Linked DNA regions of Mus musculus: all the other regions are linked to region 3. Evidence: chromatin contacts called from public HiChIP or PLAC-seq and promoter capture Hi-C data. All regions are on one chromosome and are shown on one strand. Each heading gives the region's core, a stretch centred on a gene start, on an enhancer-like site or on the middle of the called end of the contact. The rest is flanking DNA. Distances are from core to core; before and after follow the strand shown. Region 1 holds the start of Gmps (guanine monophosphate synthetase). Region 2 holds the start of Plch1 (phospholipase C, eta 1). Region 3 has its middle 87 kb from the start of Strit1.

Region 1 (4,086 bases), core at 1,040-3,539, 410 kb before region 3:
GGCACCTCCTACAAGGTAACCCATCCTATCCACGTTTAAAAAAGAAAAAAGAAAAAAATGACCTACAGACTTGCCTACCGTCCACCTGGGAGGCATTTTCTTAACTGCTTTCTATTTATCTTTCCAAATAACAAAAAGCCAAACAGAACACTCATTTATATAAAATATTGGTACAGAATTTCTAAAAGTTTTAAAAACAAGGGCTGGGTTAATGGCTCTGGGGTTATGAGCACTGCACTGCCTGCTCTTCCTGAGGATCCAGGTTCAATTCTTTGAACCCACATGGCAGCTCACAACTGTCTGTAATTCCAGTCCCAAGGGATCTTATGTCATTTTCTGGCCTCCATGACCACACGGGCACGAACATGTGGTACACAGACACACTTGCAAGAATAACACCATAAATGTACGTGTGTGTGTGTGTGTGTGTGTGTGTGTGTGTGTGGAGGAGGCTAGCCTTACACTGATGTATGTCTTCTCACTGACGGTGCTGGAATAGCATCTGTGATGGTTAATCCTAATAGGCCAGCTTAAGAATTACTTTATTACTTTTATTAAGTTTTTTTGCATTTTATTTTTAAATTCCTTATAACAGTGTTGTGCCTATATGTTTGTCTGCACCATTTGCATGCAGTGTCTACAGGGACCAAGTGAGGATGTTGGATCATCTGAGCTGGAATTACAGACAGCTGTGAGTTGGCCACTCTACCACATGACCTTGACATAAAATTTAGCTATTCACCTTAAACTCAAATAAATCACAATGATCAAAAATATCATCTTAAGAAAATATTGAGCCGGGCAGTGGTGGCACACGCCTTTAATCCCAGCACTTGGGAGGCAGTGGCAGGCGGTTTTCTGAGTTCGGGGTCAGCCTGGTCTACAGAGTGAGTTCCAGGACAGCCAGGGCTACACAAAGAAACCCTGTATCGGAAAAAAAAAAGCAAAATAATAATTAAAAAATGTTGAAAAAATACTGAAATAATTTTGTGAAAATATTCTTCTAGATCGCAGTAGGTTCTATAAAACCGCAGCGAACTCATCCACCATAAAGATGAGTTCCAGTGAGTTGTAAGATTAAAAATTAAAGACAAATGTACAAAACTGTAAGGTGAGACTTATTCTTCAGACCATGACAGGTGCCTAGGTTTGAAAATATAGGAGCTACCTAATAATGTTTATTCATTTGTTCAACACAGGTTTTTGAATGATTCCTACATATTAAGCAGCCATTCGCGAGTTTGTGACACTTAAGCTCCATGTTTGCAAGGGCAGAAATTATTCCTGGCTCTAGAACAGCTATCCAAAAGTTTGGAGTTTCATACACCCGAAGAGAAATTTAACCAGATTGCTAAAGCTAGGTCACAAGCATGCACAAGCGTGATGTACACCTTGCTAAAGTAAATTATATTCCAACACCGCAGTTTCTCGATGACAAAACTGACTTTGTGAAGGTCAGAAAGCTCTCCAGGTCAAAGACGATTAGGTCGGAAGGGAAAGGGGACCAATTCAGACCAGGCAATTAAGAACGATGTCTAAGGCTGGGAGTTGGAAGCCACAAACGGGCATCAACGGCCCAACGCTCTCGCGTCTTGGCTAACGCAGTTAACTTTTTCCAGCACCCGTGGAGAACCTGGCTCCCAAGAAAAGGCCCCAAAGGCGGGAAAATGTCCCCGAAAACTAGCACGTAATACACGAGACAGAGTGCGCAGGAGCAGAACCTTTAACTCTACCCCTCCGAGGATGGCGGGAGAAGAGGGTGAGAAGCACACCTGGGCCCAGGAACAGAAGCTGTGGTCAATAGAGTCAGAAAGGCCTGCACTAGGCTGGAAAGAATACAGGCCCGCCTGGCCGGACCGCCGCAGGCGAGGCCCCGACCCTGCCCTGCGGTTGAAGGGCCCCGAAGTCCCCAAGAATCGCGGCCCACAGCCAGGTCGCCTCTCCGCTGGAACTCGATGCTTCACTAGCAAAGCCAACAAAGCGCCTCGGATGCAATAAAGCCGCGCCGCAGGCCGGGCTGACACATGTAGAGCGCCACTGACCCGGCCGAGGGAGACGGACGGACCCCCAGGTCTCGCTCACGCTGCCGGAGGGCGGCAGAGACGCCAATCACAGACTGACCTTGGAATCTCCGTTGCACAGGGCCATCGGGGACCAACGCCGCGGGTGCAGACTGCTGGCAAGGCCTGGACGCCAGAGGCTCAACACCGGGACCGGCAGAAGCGTGAAGAACAAGAGCAGCCCGGAACCTAACAGCGGCCTCAGAACACAGAAGCGCGCGCAGGCCCTGCCTCCAGCTTCCGCCCGACCTCCTCTAACCGGCCCCGCCTCTTAGAGGCGGGACCATGCAAGCCCCGCCCTCGTCGTCACCCCGGGAAGATAACACCAAACCTACCAGAAAGGAAAGCATCAGCCATGCCCCCAGTCTGGGCAATAGAACTGGATGTGATAGCTGACAATAATTAAGTAGTGGCTACATACCACCTCAAACTTCAAGTTTTTATAAACTGCAAGATACATTTAAGTAATGGATTCACCGTGTCACAAATAGTGGCTCAATTTTTCTGGTTTTTTTTTGTTTTATTTTGGTTTTGTTGTTTTTCTAAATAAGGTCACTCAGCAGACCAGGCTAGCCTCAAAGTTACATCCAGCTGCCTCTGACTCCTAAGTGCTAAAATTAAAGGTGTGTGCCATCACCTCTGTTTTTTAACAATAAGCTGTAGATTCCTCAGAGAGCCTACCTTGTTGAAGAAATTATATTTATTTGATTGCCTGTTTAGTTTTTGTTTGTCTGTTTCTTTTTTCTTTTGTAAGAATGTATGGTAGCCAGTCACCACCTTTGATCCCAGCAATCTGGAGGCTGAGGCAGGCACATCTTAGTTCCAGGCCAGATTTTTTTTTCTTTTTTTTTTTTTTTTGGTTTTTCAAGACAGGGTTTCTCTGTATAGCCCTGGCTGTCCTAGAACTCACTTTGTAGACCAGGCTGGCCTCGAACTCAGAAATCCGCCTGCCTCTGCCTCCCGAGTGCTGGGATTAAAGGCGTGCGCCACCACGCCCGGCTCAGATTTTTAAAAATAAGGAAAGAAAGTAATTAAAAGAAAAATGTTCAGAGGCTCTTGATCTCTCTCTCTCTCTCTCTCACTCTGGTGCCAGAACAGCCAGGGCTATACAGAGAAACCCTGTCTCAAAAAAAAAAAAAAAAAAAAAAAAAGAAGAAGAAGAAAAGAAAGAAAGAAAGAAAGAAAGAAAGGGAAAAGGGAAAAGGGAAAAGGGAAAAGGGAAAAGGGAAAGGGAAAGGGAAAGGGAAAGGAAAGGAAAGGAAAGGAAAGGAAAGGAAAAAAGAAAACCCAACATCCTCCCATGGCCTCAGTGCCTATAAACACATGTACACATAACCCCCCCCCCCCCAACACACACACAATGAAATAAGAACTTTTGCAAGCAACAGCAAAAAAGAATGGCTGATGTGAAGGAAGAAGCCAGGTGTCATTGGTGTCCTAACACTTGCTAGTGCATCCCTGTGAGTTGGAGGCCAGCCTAGGACACATAGAAAAAGACAGGAAAGGAGAACTGCTGTGGATGATAAAGGACACAGATAGGATTTATGATAAACTATCAAGTAATAAAAGCTGGAAATGTTAAAGAATCATTTTCAGCTATCATAACAATAGTAAATTAGGACATGAAATATTAGTAGATGCTAAAATTAAAGAGTGGAAGATAAGAAGCAAGTTTTATTTATACTGTCACAGAGTATCTTCCCACATTATTACTTATGCAATGTAAAATAGCAAATTTTTCTGTCTTTGCTTGTTTTTGAGTAGAGTTTCACTGTTAACCCTTGATAGCTATGAACTAGACATGATCCAACTGCATGAGCCTCCCAAGTGTATATGCTACCACATCTTACAAAATTTAGCAACTTTAGAAGTGCCTCAAGTCAGCCTTTCTTGAGTGATCAATATGAATATCACAAATAGTACAGTAGGTCAGTGTCATGTCTCACTTGATGGTCTAAATAAAATGAGGAGAATGTTACTGTAGTTCTGCCTAAAATTCATAAAAGAAAGGAACATCAATTAAAGA
Region 2 (4,393 bases), core at 25-2,524, 330 kb before region 3:
AATTGAATTCTTCCTTGTAGTCTGTAACTAGTCTGGTTGCTTTTTTCTTTCTTTTTTTTCCAAGCGTCCAGGATAGCTTTCAGGATAAAGTTTCTTTTTGCCCATGATGCTTTGCCGTCACATTGTAATTGCCTCTGTTGAACTGAATAATACAAATGGGTTGTTTCTATGGTATCGGCTAGGCTAAGACGGATGAAAAGGTGAAATACTATATCTTGTGCTGAGAGGTCACTGAGCATCCCTCCTCCCACTCCCCCACTGTCAGTCAAAGAGGACTAGTGATCTCTCCAGCCTCAGACTCTCCTTTATTACTTCCTGAACAAATTCACTCATGGAAGAAAAAAAGACTTTTGTTTATGTTGTCACCAGGCCCAGACAACCCCTGCTAATTCCATGTTGCCATGCCAGAGCTCCTGACTTTCTTACTGGAGGGAAGTTTTACTTTGAATGGTACACGGAGGGTCTTGTCCTCAGTTCCTCCCAGTTAGGCTTTGAACTAACAATAGGACAGGTTGAATCAAGACTGATAAAAGCCAAGTCCTGGAATCTTGAAGCCGGATCACTCCGCAGCACGCTATTCCCTTTCTACTGTTAGTGCGCTCAGATCTCATCTTTACTCAGCTTTTGAACACTTGCTGGGTGCAAACGTTCCGCTGCCGCCTGTGTGCTCTTTAACAGCACATTAGCTTTTCCAGCCCGCTAGCGGGTGAACTGACAATTAACTGGCTTGTTAATTAATGCCAACGAGTGATATTTGGAAGAGACTGAGGGATAACAAAGCATCCTATAACCTGCACTCCCTGTTCCTCAATTTGATTTTACTCAAAATGGATAGTTGAAAATAACAGATGCTATATTTATTGGAAAGGGAGAAGGGGGGAGGGGGAAGGGGGAGGAAAGAAAGGATTAGTCGTTTGGTGTTTTATTTTTGAAGCGGTTCAAACTCTTGTAAGAACATTGCACAGTTCGCTTCCCCTGAACTCTCCAACTTTGTTCCAGCAGCGTCTTTAACCCGCTAGCCACCTAAACTGAAAATCTATCAGAGGTGTCCCTGGTCTTGGAATTCTTTGAAATTTGCTGCGAGGGAGGACAGAAGAAGATCTTTATTCCCAGGGGTTCTGGCCTATGCCTAGCAGTAGCATCTTCATAAGGGGTCCACGTCCAGTTCTTGGCTCCTGTTCCTCGATGGCGCTCCAGTCCACTCGCGCGCGCTCCAGTTCCGGATTTGCCCTGAGCTGAGGGTTAAGAGGGAGGGTGCTCCAATGTGAGCATGAGGATTTGAATGAGAAAGCAGGTTGTGGCGGCAGCGCTGGTCTTTACTTGGAGCTCCTCTGTTGGTTCTGTTGGCTGGTGTGTAGTGGTGCCCATCTTGGGCTGGGGGGCTGTTTTGGAGGAATTGGGGTTGGAGTCACACCGGGACACTAGCAGATCACTCCAGCATTTGGGAGGTTGAGCCGGTTACAAAAACTCCGAGGATCCTTCATCAGCGGGATACTCAGAGCTGAGCAGGTCAGTGCTTTGGAGGGGGTGGGGGTGGGGGACAGGGAGAGGGCCGGGAGCAGGAAGAGGAGCACCGGACTGCCTCTCCAGCGTTGCGCGAGCAGGTGCTCGAATTCTTTCTGGGCAATCTCAGCCGCGAGCACCGGGTTGTGGTGTGTGCCAGGGTGCCTCGGCCCAGGAACTGGACCACAGTAGCTCGTGAGCTCCTAATGGAGCGCGTGGGCTTTTGTGCCTGAGCAAGACCTTCCCTGCCCTGGTTGGTGGCAGAGGTCCAGCCACCGGGAGGGTCCCGCATCGCGGCGGAATGATCCCACAAGACCTCCCCTGGCTCTGGCCGCCTGGAAAGCAGTTCTGCGGTCCCAGAAGCGCGCCCTTAGTTGCCGGTGCGAGTCTTACTGTTCAAAAAGCTCCGGGCATTAGGTGCGAGAAGGATTTACTCCAACTGCCCTTTCCTAGCGACAAATCATGGGTTACCGAAGCGACGCCCGGGCTGTGAAGGTGTTCTCTGCGCCTGCGCGGGATACCATGGCAACAGTACCGGGTCGGAGACGCCACTTGAAGAGCAGAGCTGTTTTGCTTTGCTTCACTGTGGAGCCCAAGTCTTTCTCTAGACTTTTTGTTTGTTTGTTTGTTTGTAGCTTGGAATCAACTTACGATCTCATTTTTGTTTTTTAAGAGTTTAGCATTGAAGTGATAGCCAGAGGTATGAAATAAAAAATATATAACTTTTTTCTCTCTTCTGTCATCATTTTGATCATGGTAGAAAAATAATGCTGAGAAACTGCTCATTGGAGCATTCAAGTTACCTCCTTTTATCCTGTGAAAAGGAAGATATGAATAAGACTTTATTTCCTGGTGCGGCTTTTTTAAACAATTGTATTAAGCTTGGGTTTCCACAGTGTGCAGACGACATCGTAGCTCCTGTGTACTCTGCATACAACCTGTTTATAACGTACAGAACCTGATGCTCTCCAAATGAACTAGTGTGTTAAATGCCGGTGAAGGGAAGCAAAGGTTCTCTCTGTCAACAGAGACGTTGCTTTTTAAGATGTGGGTTGCTTACTGCTGGCATTATGATCTTGTTCAGAAAATGAATGTTTTAAGACGCATTATTGCAGACTAGTCTTTCTTAAGCCGTCTGTTGACGACTTAAAATTGTGTCTTGAAAAACCTCTTCCCGTCTTTTAAGTTTCATTTGTTTGCACCCAGGGGAGCATTTGGTAAGAGTACAAATCTCCAGCGGTTTCTAGTGGGTGCTATAACTTGTTGTTACTATGTTTTCTTAGACTGCATCCCTATTTCGCAGCGCGATCGAGAGCTACTTGCTATGTAAATAAACTGATTAGAATTCAGATCACTGTTAATAAAAGTTTAAAATGGAGTTGCTTTTCTTGGGACCAAGTAGGGCTTAAAATAACTTGAGTGAAGTAGCTTAAGGATTCTGCATCCTGGTTTTGAACACTATGCATTCCAGTAAGACGAGTGTTTATTTGTACCAGGAAGTTAAAGATGATTTCCTCTAGTGCCAACAGCAAGCTGTAGTCAAAGACACCAACATACTATTTTTCACATAGTCTGTAAATAACATCCAAGTTAAGTTTTCTCACCCATCCTTTTTCCCATCAGTGTCAACCTTGTGCAACTTGTGTAGCTATAATGTTAAAAAACAACAAAACAAACAAACTTTTTTCTCTTGAAAATTAGAAAAACTTTATTTTCAGGTTCAAGTCCTTTATGACCCTGTTTGGTGGCTTGTAACTGTCTCCAATTCCCTAATTCTCAGTGATGTGTGTTCTACTGGTTCCAGGAGGTAAACTGTGGTTTTAGCAGATCATGGAATAATGAGATTGGGAGTGCCTGGAGGAAGGCTGGGAAGGAGACAAAGGGAGGGGAGGTTGGGAGGCAGAGTGAGATTTATAGTGGCTTGTAATAAAACGAATTATCCTTGCTTCTGTTTCACATAGTTTCCACTTCATTGACTTCAAGTAAATTTGTTTTGAAAAAATTAGTCTCTTGTATAATTATAAGAGATAGAGTTATAAAAACAGAGGTGATAAAGGTGATTTGTGTTAGGATTCCTTAATATAAAGCACTGTGTGTGTGTGTGTGTGTATGTGTGTGTGCGCGTTGCTAGGGATTGAACCCAAGGCCCCACTTTTGCATGCTAGGAAAGCACCTTCTATCAGGCTATATGCCCTAGCTTTTGTGAAAATTCTTAGTGTTTTGTATTTAATTTATTCATTCAGTCAACAAATATTTATGGAGAGTTTATATGTAAGGCAAGATGAATAAATTCAGTTTCTTGGCTTCAGTGACTTAAGAGTTCTGGGTTCTGGAATAAATCTAATGCAGCCTCTGGTTTTCAGGGTGGCAATACTATCTTTGGTGGGTTTTTTTGTTTGTTTTTTCCTTTTTTTTCTTTTGTCCCCTAGTGCTGGAAACCAGACTCAACTTCTCACTTATGATATACAAGCATGCTACCACTAGCTGCACCTAAACTGAAGCCTTTGGTGTTCTTAAGAGAATTGTTAATTAATTTGGCCCTAATTAGATGCCTAGAATCAAATAAATGGTTAACATCTTATTAAAAACTGATTGCGCTTTTTTTTTTTTTTTTGCAATTTAGTTAAGTCTACCCTTTGTATGTGTGTATTTAACATTGACACGGCCCTCAAACTTGTAATCTTGGCAAGTGCAGTGCTTACTGTGGGAGAAACCAAGAAGCCTCAGCTCAGGTTTCCCAGGGGAAGCTAGGTGAGTACTTCTGCACCCCTTTGTTCTGGTTCCATGCGTCATGACACAATGAACCTGCTGCCAGCTTCCTTCGAAGAACAGAGTTGGGCTTCATGCTTGAATAATTATGACTATTACTTCTCTGAGGAGAAAAAAGCAT
Region 3 (4,661 bases), core at 802-3,301:
TGGATGATGGTAATTAACCCGGAATCAGTTGTCCCTGAACATTGGGGTGCAGGTGATGGACAACTCTCTTAACTTGCATATTAATATCATTCAACTTAGGAAGTGGGAAGGAAAAGTATGGAAAAATCAATGAAAACTTACTCATGCTCCAACACTTCATTAGGCTGAAATGGATCCATTAAAATCATTCCATTGTACTTGAAAATATCATTGCCAAGGAATACTAACATTGACAAGTCTTAGCTATGTGTTTAACACTAGAAGAGTCTGTACTGGCTTTTCATGCTAGTTAGTTTCTCGCTCATTTAGTTGGTATCTCTTGAACCTCCAAGTATCTGGTTAGCACTTGAATCAGAATTTCAGCCATTACTAGAATTGCCAGGAAGATGCCCTATAGCAGCAGCTTTTCAGTAAACTAACGCAAGAGTACTGAGCATATAGTCATCAGGCAGAAGGGCTGGAGGCCAATGTGAAACACATCTGAAGTGCAGAAATGGTGCTTCATGTAAAAAAAAGCAAAACTTCTCAAAGTCCTTCCTTATAAACTGGGGTTAGCACAGATGTGCCAACCACAAGACAGAAACATGGTGAAATGTAAGTTTAAAAAAATCATTATTTCCTGCCAAATATTGTAGGTTTTGTAGGAGCTGGGGAAAGTTGTGGAAGGTTGGGAGAAAAGTGTAGTGATTGAGGATGGAGACCTGAACCAGAGCACAGTGCTCACTATCAGCGAGGCAACGGCCATGAATGTTAGACTGCTTAGGAGAACAAGTCTCTTCGAATTTATGATCTAGCCACACAACAAACCACTACGTTTTCCTGGGGCAGCTATCAAGCAAAGAACCACGGGGGCTCAAGCCAGGGGCAAGATGGAGTTATGAGGTAAGAGGCCTCACCTGTCTTGAGCAAGAATCTTTTCCTCTTTAAAACCTCACCAGACAGCAATCTATTTTGCCTTTCTTCTGGAGTTAGAATTTTCATCATAGGACAGTTTCTTTGATTATTATTTTGCTTCACTAGGAGTTTATAGGGTCTAAACCTGGGATCTTGTACATAGCAAGCTTGCTTCTACTTTTGACCTAAAACTCCAAGATCTTCTGTGTGTGTGTGTGTGTGTGTGTGTGTGTATGTGTGTGTGTGTGCTTTTAAGGGCACAAGAAATAGAAAAACCCTTCAGTGTAGAGAAAATATGAATATAAAGTAACTCTTGTGATGGTTTGAATATGCTTGGCCCAGGGAGTGAGACTATTAGGGGGTGTGGCCTTGTTAGGTATGTCACAGTGGGTGTGGGCTTTAATACCTTAGTCTTAGCTGCCTGGAAGCCCATCTTCTTTCTCCAGGTGCCCTTCAGATGCAGGTGTAGAATTCTCACCTCCTCCTGCATCATGCCTTCCTAGATGCTGACATGCTCCCCACTTGGTGATAATAAGCTGAACCTCTGAACCTGTAAGCCAGCCCCAATTAAATGTTGTCTTTATAAAAGTTGCCTAGGTCATTGGTGTCTGTTCACAGCAGTAAAACCCTAACAAGGACAGCTGTGAAGGAGTGACCCGAAAGAACTCCTAGCTGAACTTTTATAGGAAAGGACACAAGGTGGTAGAGACTGTCTGGCCCATCCCTGTAAGGATGGTTTTCTACTGTGAGTTCCAATGGAGTCATGGTTAGCATGCACTTTTTGTCCCAGTCTGTTTATCAGAAAATACCAAGCTCTATTCTGTTTTGAGGGCTGTTTGTTTAGTTCTATGGACAACTGATGGGTTTGCATCCTTTTCAGACTACCCCTGTGCCTAAAAGAGTCAGGATGTTTGTTGCCTTTATTGAAGGTGCCATATGTTCGGTGTCGGGACAATGTGAGGGCTTGCAGCTAGCCTTAGGTTCTGCTGTCAGCACCAGCTGCAGGCAGATGTCAGTGCTGCAAACGAAAAAGCTCCCCTTTGTCCTCTGCTTTGGGCCTGTGCCACAATATTTGGAATCAGGAAAAGTTCCACTTAACCTATATTAGCATCAGCGGGTCTGTTCTTTGCCAAACATCTCAGACAGTGACCCCTGGTGGCTCACTGTGAGAGTGCACTCCATAATTCTAAGGATGCATATGCATTAGGGATACGCTCAGTTCTTTTCCAATGCGCAAAAACTGGCCAAGTTTGTTTTCCTTTATTAGCTGGGTTTTGTGCCTTTTTAATCCTGAGGCAAAATTCCCAGAAAATACGTTTTTATTATTTCAACATAAATTTTAAGTCATTGGTTATGAACATTAACTAAACTGGAGACTCCTTATTTATTATTTTTTTTAACCTGCCAAAATCTTTATTGGCTCAAATCTTACTGAGCTAGGTATTTTTATTGTATATTTTATGCATTTACATTTCAGATGTTATCCCCTTTCCTGGTTTCCCCTCCGGAACCCCCCTATCCCATCCCTCCCCTTGCTTCTGTGAGTGTTCCCCTACCTACCCATCCACCCATTCCCTCCTCCTTGCCCTGGCATTCTCCTACACTGGGGCACTGAGCCTTCATAGGACCAAGGGCCTCTCCTCCCACTGATACCCAACAAAGCCATCCTTTGCTACACATGCAGCTGGAGCCATGGGGCCCTTTATGTGTACTCTTTGGCTGGTGGTTTAGTCCCTGGGAGCTCTGGGTAGTCTGGTTGGTTAATATTGTTGTTCCTCCTGTGAGGCTGCAAACCCCTTCAGCTCCTTCAGTCCTTTCTCTAACTCCTCCATTGAGGTCTCCATGCTCAGTCCAATGATTGGCTGTGAACATCCACATCTGTATTTGTCAGGCTCTGGCAGAGCCTCTCAGGAGACAGCTGTATCAGACTCTTGTCAACAAGCACTTCTTCATTTTAACCAGTGATCTGAGTCCTGCAAGTTAAGGAAACTGAGTTCTTTGACAGTTACTCATCAGTAGCATACGGGCTATAGCTGGGTTTTAAAGCTCCTTTCTCATACCCAGGACTTCACATATTGGGAGTTACAGGTCCTCGGTTCTACCCTATAAAGTATCTTGAATTTGGAGGTTTAATTTCCACAAAATGCATGCCAAACTGTGATTGGGAGTTGTATACACAGCATCAGGGGCATCCTCTAAGGTTGGTGAGTGGTAGGCTAATCATTCTAGTAAAAGTGTCTACAGGAACAGAAAAGCCATTTATTCACAAGATGGCTCAGAGGGTAAAGATATTTTCTACCCAGCTCAGATATCTGAGTTTAATTAATCCTTGGGACCCATGAGATGGAAGGAGAGGATTGACTTCAACAAGGTGACCTCTGACCTCCACACATGTACGGTGCCACTCATGATCATACGCTTGCACACACAAACACACACACACACACACACACAGAGCTGTCGTGGGAACTAAAGATACTCATGATCATACGCTTGCACACACACACACACACACACACACACACACACACACACACACACACACACAGAGCTGTCGTGGGAACTAAAGATAAACTCGAGAGGAGTGCAGGCAATGGAGGCTTGGCTTGGAAAGCCTCATAGGGAAATCTGAGGGTTCCTAAAGACACCATTGGGCTGTTGGATATTCTAAATTAAGAGCCTGTGGTTCTGATCAGCTGTGACTAAAAGGATTAGCTGTGATAAAAAGGACCTCTGAATCACTAAAGTGAAACCTTTGCTTTACTAGGATAATTGATGCTGGTCAGCTGCAGCTGAGAAAGTAGAGGAAATGTATAAGTGTTTTCCACATGGTCCTGGGTTTAAAGGCGTGAAGAGATCATGGAGAGCAATCGAGACTTGGCACTGTGAGGCTAAATAAAGCTTCAATACTACTTTTAACAGAGATAGAAATAAATACTTTTTTGTAACATGGAGAGAAAATAGCCCAAAATCGTGAATAGAGAAAAAGAGTTTTTCTAACTGAATCTTCCTGCAGTATAATCAATAGTTTGTTAAAGGCTGTTTGACATAAAATGCGCAAGGAAGGATCTGTGCGTTCATTGACCACAAACAGGTCCAGGGGCGAGTGGCTTCACTGTTTCCCCAATCTCTCAAGCCCCTAAAGTGAAGCACTGGCATGATTTAGAAGCACCATGTTCATGGATGTTTCATTGTCAATCTTCGAGCAGAAATATCCCAGTACATGTTGGCCAAAAATTGATGGGGAAAAGTTTAGGCTGTAGACACATCATGGTAACCTGTTAGGGATACTATGGTTAGCTTGATGTTTCTGGATTCCAAACTCATGTGACTCTGTTTGCACGCTTTCCTGTGTGGATAGATAGATCCTTCCCTCTTTGCTTGCTTAGCTCAAGATCACACAGTTGTGGCTTCTTTCTCTTACCTAGGCTGTGTGAGTCTGCCAGGAGCTGTCTTCTGCAGCCACAGTAGAGTACCTACCCCACAGGAAGATGAGAATGATGCTCTAAAGGGTTCCATAGCAGCTCTAAACCTGTGCTTAGGCTGCCAATATAAAATATCTGAGGCTGCCTGGCTGAAGACTGGAAATCCACTTGCTCATAGTTCAGGTCAAAAATCAAGGTTCCTGCAAATGTGCTGTCTGGTGTTTTTCTGTGATATAGATTGCTATAAAAATGGCATTTTTTCTTTCTTTCCTTCATTCTTCCTTTCCTTCTCCTTTCCCTCCTCCTCTTCCTTCTTTTCTTCTTCTTCTTCTTCTTCTTTTT

What was found. Promoter capture Hi-C pulls out the DNA fragments that hold promoters and counts their contacts. HiChIP or PLAC-seq counts read pairs in DNA pulled down with a chosen protein or histone mark.
Region 1: an H3K4me3 HiChIP or PLAC-seq map of neural tube shows a contact between it and region 3, with 4 times the contacts expected there. The contact joins the promoter of Gmps here to the enhancer-like site in region 3. A contact is called at or near these places in 8 of 39 promoter capture datasets (the 3T3-L1 cell line, the C10 cell line, cranial neural crest and 4 more), 1 of 15 datasets of contacts at CTCF or cohesin (pro-B cells) and 11 of 115 datasets of contacts at active chromatin or transcription factors (bone marrow-derived dendritic cells, cardiomyocytes, craniofacial prominence and 8 more).
Region 2: a promoter capture Hi-C map of neural stem cells shows a contact between it and region 3. The contact joins the promoter of Plch1 here to the enhancer-like site in region 3. A contact is called at or near these places in 16 of 39 promoter capture datasets (the 3T3-L1 cell line, 3T3-L1-derived adipocytes, the C10 cell line and 10 more), 1 of 15 datasets of contacts at CTCF or cohesin (embryonic stem cells), 1 of 484 Hi-C or Micro-C datasets (nephron progenitors), 16 of 115 datasets of contacts at active chromatin or transcription factors (craniofacial prominence, differentiating embryonic stem cells, embryonic basal ganglia and 9 more) and 3 of 9 other capture datasets (adipose tissue, embryonic stem cells and pancreatic islet).

What each region holds. Positions count from the first base shown.
Region 1 is chr3:63,974,346-63,978,431 of GRCm38.p6, reverse strand. Gmps (guanine monophosphate synthetase) reads right to left here and starts at 2,289. Exons shown (of 16, transcript NM_001033300.2): 1 at 2,122-2,289. The coding sequence starts at 2,148.
Region 2 is chr3:63,896,343-63,900,735 of GRCm38.p6, reverse strand. Plch1 (phospholipase C, eta 1) reads left to right here and starts at 1,274. Exons shown (of 24, transcript NM_001370984.1): 1 at 1,274-1,509.
Region 3 is chr3:63,568,096-63,572,756 of GRCm38.p6, reverse strand. No RefSeq gene overlaps it. Among named protein-coding and RNA genes, the nearest start is that of Strit1, 87 kb to the right of the region's middle. Within about 2 kb of position 2,051, at least 3 of the 459 cell types and tissues checked have an H3K27ac peak or open chromatin away from gene starts, as enhancers often do. A contact at or near this core is called in neural stem cells and neural tube, where this site is marked.